Regions from separate parts of the Sus scrofa genome. Here region 1 is linked to region 2. The links are chromatin contacts, called in public promoter capture Hi-C maps. All regions are on one chromosome and are shown on one strand. Each heading gives the region's core, a stretch centred on a gene start, on an enhancer-like site or on the middle of the called end of the contact. The rest is flanking DNA. Distances are from core to core; before and after follow the strand shown.

Region 1 (2,823 bases), core at 222-2,721, 720 kb before region 2:
CTTGGGCATATGTGTGAGTTGAACTCTAGGGCATCTCCCTAGAAATGGAAATAGATGGTCATGAGCTATGGACATTAATGTGTGTTTTATTCCATTCTACTCTCCCAAGAGGCCAAACCAATTTACACTCTCACCAGGGGCATCAGCTCTACTTGATGTTTTCGTGGGGGGTGTCTAGGGAGTCCTCAGACTTGACTTTGCAGCAGGCATGTGCTCAGATGTGCTGTGTCCAATATATCACGAGTTCCCAGTAGACTAGCCTGCAAGTATGCTCAGGACTATGTGGCTAACTCCTTGGTCATTTGGGTTCTCTTTGCTCTGAGAAGAGTCCCCAAGGTGGAATCTTTTGAGGAACTTGGCTATCCTGATATGCTTGCTTGGGGAGAGGGGATCAACATATCAGTTTGAGGAGTTCCTTGTCGTGGCTCAGTGGTTAACGAATCAGACTAGGAACCATGAGGATGTGGCTTCAATCCCTGGACTTGCTCAGTGGGTTAAGGATCCGGTGTTGCCGTTAGCTGTGGTGCAGGTTGCAGAGGTGGCTCGGATCCTGCTTTGCTGGGGCTGTGGCGGAGGCGGGCATCTACAGCTGCGATTAGACCCCTGGCCTGGTAGACCCCTGGCCTGGGAATCTCCATAAGCGTTGGGAGCGGCCCTGAAAAAGGCAAAAAGACAAACAAAACCATATCAGTTTGAGAATCTGTGGCTGTTCAGACAAATGCCAAAACCTGGCCTTTAGATTTACGATGTGAGGTGGGAGGGCTCCGTTTGGCCAACGGCTTTGCTCAAAGCAAGTGAATGGGAATAACCAACACTTGTTGAGTTTGAGGTGTACCTCATTTTCTCTCTTGGACAATGGCCACAGGTGGATATGCCCTGGAGAATTAAGTTCTATGAGTGCACAGTTCTTGTCTGGACCCTTGACAGCCTTACCCTCACAAGAGTCTGGAACCTAAATACTCAATGACTGGAACCTAAATACTCAATGACTGCATGCCTGTTTGTCTCAGAAGAGCTGCCAAGGTGGAAACACTACATTGCATCATCCTGTTTGCAGAATAGGGCCACAAAGGCTGCTGACCACTTAGATGCTCAGAGAAAAAAGTGACTGGCATTTCAGGATGGGAAAGACATTGGTCTTTGCTTCTTTTACTCTCCAGAAGGTCCTTACTGAGATGGGGGTGAGGGTCAAGGGCAGGGGCCAGAATACCGGTGGGTGGGGGTGGGGCAGCACGCACCCCAACATGGCGCCCGCTCGGGGCCTGCGGTGCCGCGTTCGTACAGCTGCGAGGGGGGGGGGGGTCAAAGGCTTTGTGTGGGCCACCCCGCGAGTTTCCCGCCCAAGGGGGCCTCGGCCCTCTCCTCCCAGCTCTGTTCCCGCGGCGGCAACAGGGCGCGCCGCGTCGCTGTCAGCGCATGCGCGCGCGGGAACCCGCCCTCTAGGCTGGCGCACGTGGCCCGGCAGCCCGACGTGCGTGCGCGCGACCGCCGGGCCTCCCGCGTCCGGGGCTCCGGGAGCCTCTCCCTCCTGGACGACGGGTGCGGCCGCCAAAGCTGTGCTGTGTGCGTGTGCGCGCGCGCGCGCGCGCCGGGCCACGTGGGAGCGGCGCGGCGCCGTTGCCCCGCCCTCCCCCGGCGCGCGCCGGCGTCGTCTGCGTCTCCGGGCATTTGAATTGCGCTTCCGCCATCTTTCTAGCCCTCAGTCAGACGGGCGCGGAGACGCTTCTGGAAGGTAGCGGGGCAAGGGTGGAGGCCGAGGAGCCAAGGCGGGGATGGGGGGGTCGGGGCGTCCCGGTGGCTGTGGCTAGCGGCAGCCATGAGGAGGTGGTTTCGCGGGGCCTAGGTGTCAGGTGGAAAGCTCTCTTTCCTGGCCGCGGAGGCCCCGGGCCGGCGCCGGAACCCGGGCCGCAGTGGGCCGGGCGGGCGGAGAGGGTCCCCGGGGCGGCCAGGCGGAGGGGAGATCGGGCTGGAGGGTCCTGGCGGGGGCCAGGGGCGGCTGGGCCTGGTTGTGCTACCGTGACCAGGCGCTTTCCGCGCCCCGGTCTCCGCGCCGAGCGAGCCTCCCTTTCGCCCGGCCTCCGCGCCGACTGGGCGCGCGCCGGGCCCCGGCGGCCGGAGGAGCCCGGCTGAGGAGCAGCGCCGCCGTCGCCATTGGCGCGCCCTCGGCCGCCCGCGTGCGGTGTCGGGGGAGGGGGAGTGGGCGGCGGGGCTCCGGGTTGGAGGCCTTTGTGGGCCCGGGCACGTGGGGCGGGTCGGGCCATGCGGCCCGCGCCGCTGTGCAGCGGGCCTCACTTCTTTCTCCTTCTCTCGCAGTAACATCACGATGGCTGCCCAAGGAGAGCCCCAAGTTCAGTTCAAAGTAGGTAATCCTCGTGAGTTGGGGATCTGCTGCTGTGGACCTGAGGAGGGGATCTGCGGGGGGGGGGGGCTCTTGTCCAAACGGGTTTCACAGGGTCTCCTTTATGACCGCAAACCTGTGTCGAAGGCCCACTTCGTCTGCCAACATGTTCGTGCCGCGGCAGGGCCTTCAGCCCCCCGATAACGGGGTGGGGGTGCTGGCCCCACCCTACGGATAGGGAAGCTGGGCAAGGGAAGTTTCATTGGCTCCAGTCATTCATTAATATGGGACAGGGCAGCTTCATTAAGATTCTTTGTTTTAAATATACTTAAGGGATATTTAAAGTTCTGTTATGTAAGTGCAATGGGTGTCCATAAAATCTTAACTACATAATTCTGAGATCCTGAAATGTTGCGTGTCTTGGTGTTTATTTCAAAAATGTCTTTCGACAGCTTGTATTGGTTGGTGATGGTGGTACTGGGAAA
Region 2 (2,799 bases), core at 251-2,750:
TCATGCTCAGCTCCTGGGCCACTTATTCTACAGATATGGATCAGTATTTGGCCCATTGTGTGCCAGGCTTTTCTAGACACTGGGGATGCTCGGGTGATCCCAACAAAACCCTGCTCCCCTGAAGCTAATCCTAACGAGGGGCTACTCGCAGTGTGTAACAGGGGTGCTGGGGAGTGCTGCAAAGGCAGAGAGAAACAGTGAAGGAAAACTCTATATAGCGTAGACAGCTACAGCCAGTCTGAGTTAACAGCTGGATCTGGATGAAGAGCCTGTCACATGAAAAGCCAGAAGGGTGACCCAGCCAGAGAAATCAGAAGAGGGAAGGCCCCTAGAGAGGAAACCACCTGTGGCTTAATCTTTTAAAACCTATTAACGTTTATTATATACCTTATCTCAGTTCAACCTTACTAGCAGAAAGGCGTGTCATTATTTTATGGAGAAGGAACATGGCCCGCAAAGGCAAATGACTATCTCACCCCCAGAGATTTTGGCCCCAGAGTAGAAATGGAGCTCTGGTCCCTAAGTCAGTGCCTTTGCAAGCTGGCCCCTTGACTGAGGCCGAACTTTGGAGGCTGAGCTAAAAGAGCTGGAAAGCTCCTAATGGAACCGCAGGTGGAAAACCGAGGCCAAGCGTTCCCGTTGTGGCTCAGAGGAAAGGAATCTGACTAGTATCTACGAGGATGCAGGTTCTATCCCTGGCCTCGCTCAGTGGGTTAAGGATCCAGTCTTGCCAAGAGCTGTGGTTTGATTGCAGACGCGGCTCAGATCTGGCGTTGCTGAGGCAGCAGCGTAGGCTGGAGGCTACAGCTCCGATTCCACCCCTGGCATGAGAACCGCCATAAGCTGCAGGTGTGGCCCTAAAAATACAAATAAAAAAAGCAAAAAGAAAATAGAAGAAAACCGACGCCAAAGAGGAACTACCTAGCCAAGTCACCCGGCATCCAACTGACTGGCATCAAAGAACTGGGTCCCCACCACCTCCCCTCAACACTTTTCTCCCATGGGGGTCCCAGGACCCCAAGATCCATCACCACGAGGAGCTTCACGACTTACTAAGCTTTCTGACTTACACTCAGGAAACCTTCCGAGGGAAGCGAGACAGGGAGCGTGACCCCCAGGACCAGGGCTTAGAAAAGCCATGTGACTCATCCCAGGGCCTTGTCGGTGCCCTGGGCTCCAGAGCCCCCGACCCCACGGCCTCCAGCCCCCAGAGCACCCGATCCCATGGTACCCCGGCCCCAGAGCCCCAGACCCCACGGCCTCTGGGCCCCAGAGCCCCCATCCTCACGGCCCCAAGGCCCCAGGGCACCCGAAATAACACCCCCGCCCCAGCGCGCATGGGTCCAGGGCCGGAGCCGGCGGCAGGGAACAGGAAACCTCGCCCAGGAGCGGAGAGTATCCGCCCCACCAAGCCGCTCACGGGTCCTAAACACCCATCCTCCTTCCGCCCAGCGCGGGGACCTGCCCGGTTGCAGGCGGCGCGGAATCCGACGCCGCGCTTTCGCTACCGCTCCGGACGGCCGTCTGAGAAAATCAACACTAAAAACCCGCTCTTCCCTGATAACAACAGCCCCTAACGTGGTGGCGCCTCCGAATGCGAAAGGCTCAAGACAAATATTTTCTAGCGGCGCAAACGGCTCCGGTGAGAGAGCGAATCTGCCGAGTCTGCTCGCCGGAAGTAGGGACGCCCCTCTCCGGAAGTTGCGCTCCCTCCATTTTGTTGCCCGCTATGGCGGCGGTGTCGAGGTTGGGGCCGGGATGCGGCGCTTTTGACTGAGGGGGTAGGCCAGGCGGAGGCATCGGGGATATCGGCGCGGCGCAGAAGACAACCAGCCTGGACGCCGGGGACGCTGTCATGTACGGCGCTAGTGGAGGCCGCGCCAAAACCGAGAGGAAAAGCGGCGTGAAGGAGGAGGCCGGGCCCGGCGGTGCCGGCGGTGGGGGGAACCGAGTGGAGCTGCTGGTCTTCGGCTATGCCTGCAAACTGTTCCGAGATGACGAGCGGGCCCTGGCCCAGGAACAGGGACAGCACCTCATCCCCTGGATGGGGGACCACAAGATCCTCATCGACAGGTCGGTTCCACCCCCCACCCGCCGGTCCTCCCCTTCCCTCGCCCGCTTGATTTCGTCTGATGTTGACTTGATGGCCAGGACTGAAAAGGGGTTTTCTGGAGCCATCGGGGATCTGGGGGACACCCCCCCTCCCCTGTCCCCGCATCCTCCTGGCTTTTGTGGGGGGGGGATGGTGAAACCTGCCCTAAGGCACTGGCTGGAGCTGCGTGCCGCGTCTGTCGCCGGAGGTAACCGTCTCTGCTCCCGCAGCGCCCCGCGACCTCTCACCCTTGTCGCTGGGTTGCAGTTGCCACCCTGGGCAATGGGGGCTGCCCGGGCCCTGGGCCTCTCCTGACCAGGTCTCTGGGCCCTCCGCGCTCCCACAGTTCGGTGTGGTGGGAGGGCAGCCCGAAACGCCGCACGCTGATGCCGCAGTTAGGAACTTCTTGGACCCCAAGAGTTCTATACCCCCAGCGGTCTGTGTGGAGCGCCAGTATTTTGCCGGCTTGACTCCCCCCCATCCCCCGCCCCAGACTCCTCCCCTATCCTGTGTTAATCGGATGAGTTTGACAGATACAGGCTGGAGGTGAAGTTGCCAATCAGTTGGAGGCCAGTTGACTTCGTGCAGACCCTGGCCTTGCTCTTAGAGGTAGCGTTCTTAGGGCTGGTTTCACTGTCTCTTAAAACTGAAGGGTGGACCTGGGATACAGATGTGTTCTTTTCAAATCAAACATGTCTTAGGTAATC

What was found. Promoter capture Hi-C pulls out the DNA fragments that hold promoters and counts their contacts.
Region 1: a contact with region 2 is called in a promoter capture Hi-C map of liver, with 8 times the contacts expected there. The contact joins the promoter of RAN here to the promoter of SFSWAP in region 2. A contact is called at or near these places in 2 of 5 promoter capture datasets (fetal skeletal muscle and liver) and 2 of 2 datasets of contacts at active chromatin or transcription factors (alveolar macrophages and skeletal muscle).

Annotation. Positions count from the first base shown.
Region 1 is chr14:24,316,672-24,319,494 of Sscrofa11.1, reverse strand. RAN (GTP-binding nuclear protein Ran) reads left to right here and starts at 1,471. Exons shown (of 7, transcript XM_021072701.1): 1 at 1,471-1,732; 2 at 2,314-2,359; 3 at 2,791-2,823. The coding sequence starts at 2,324.
Region 2 is chr14:23,592,953-23,595,751 of Sscrofa11.1, reverse strand. It overlaps SFSWAP (splicing factor, suppressor of white-apricot homolog), which reads left to right and starts at 1,500. Exons shown (of 18, transcript XM_003132856.4): 1 at 1,500-2,073. The coding sequence starts at 1,856.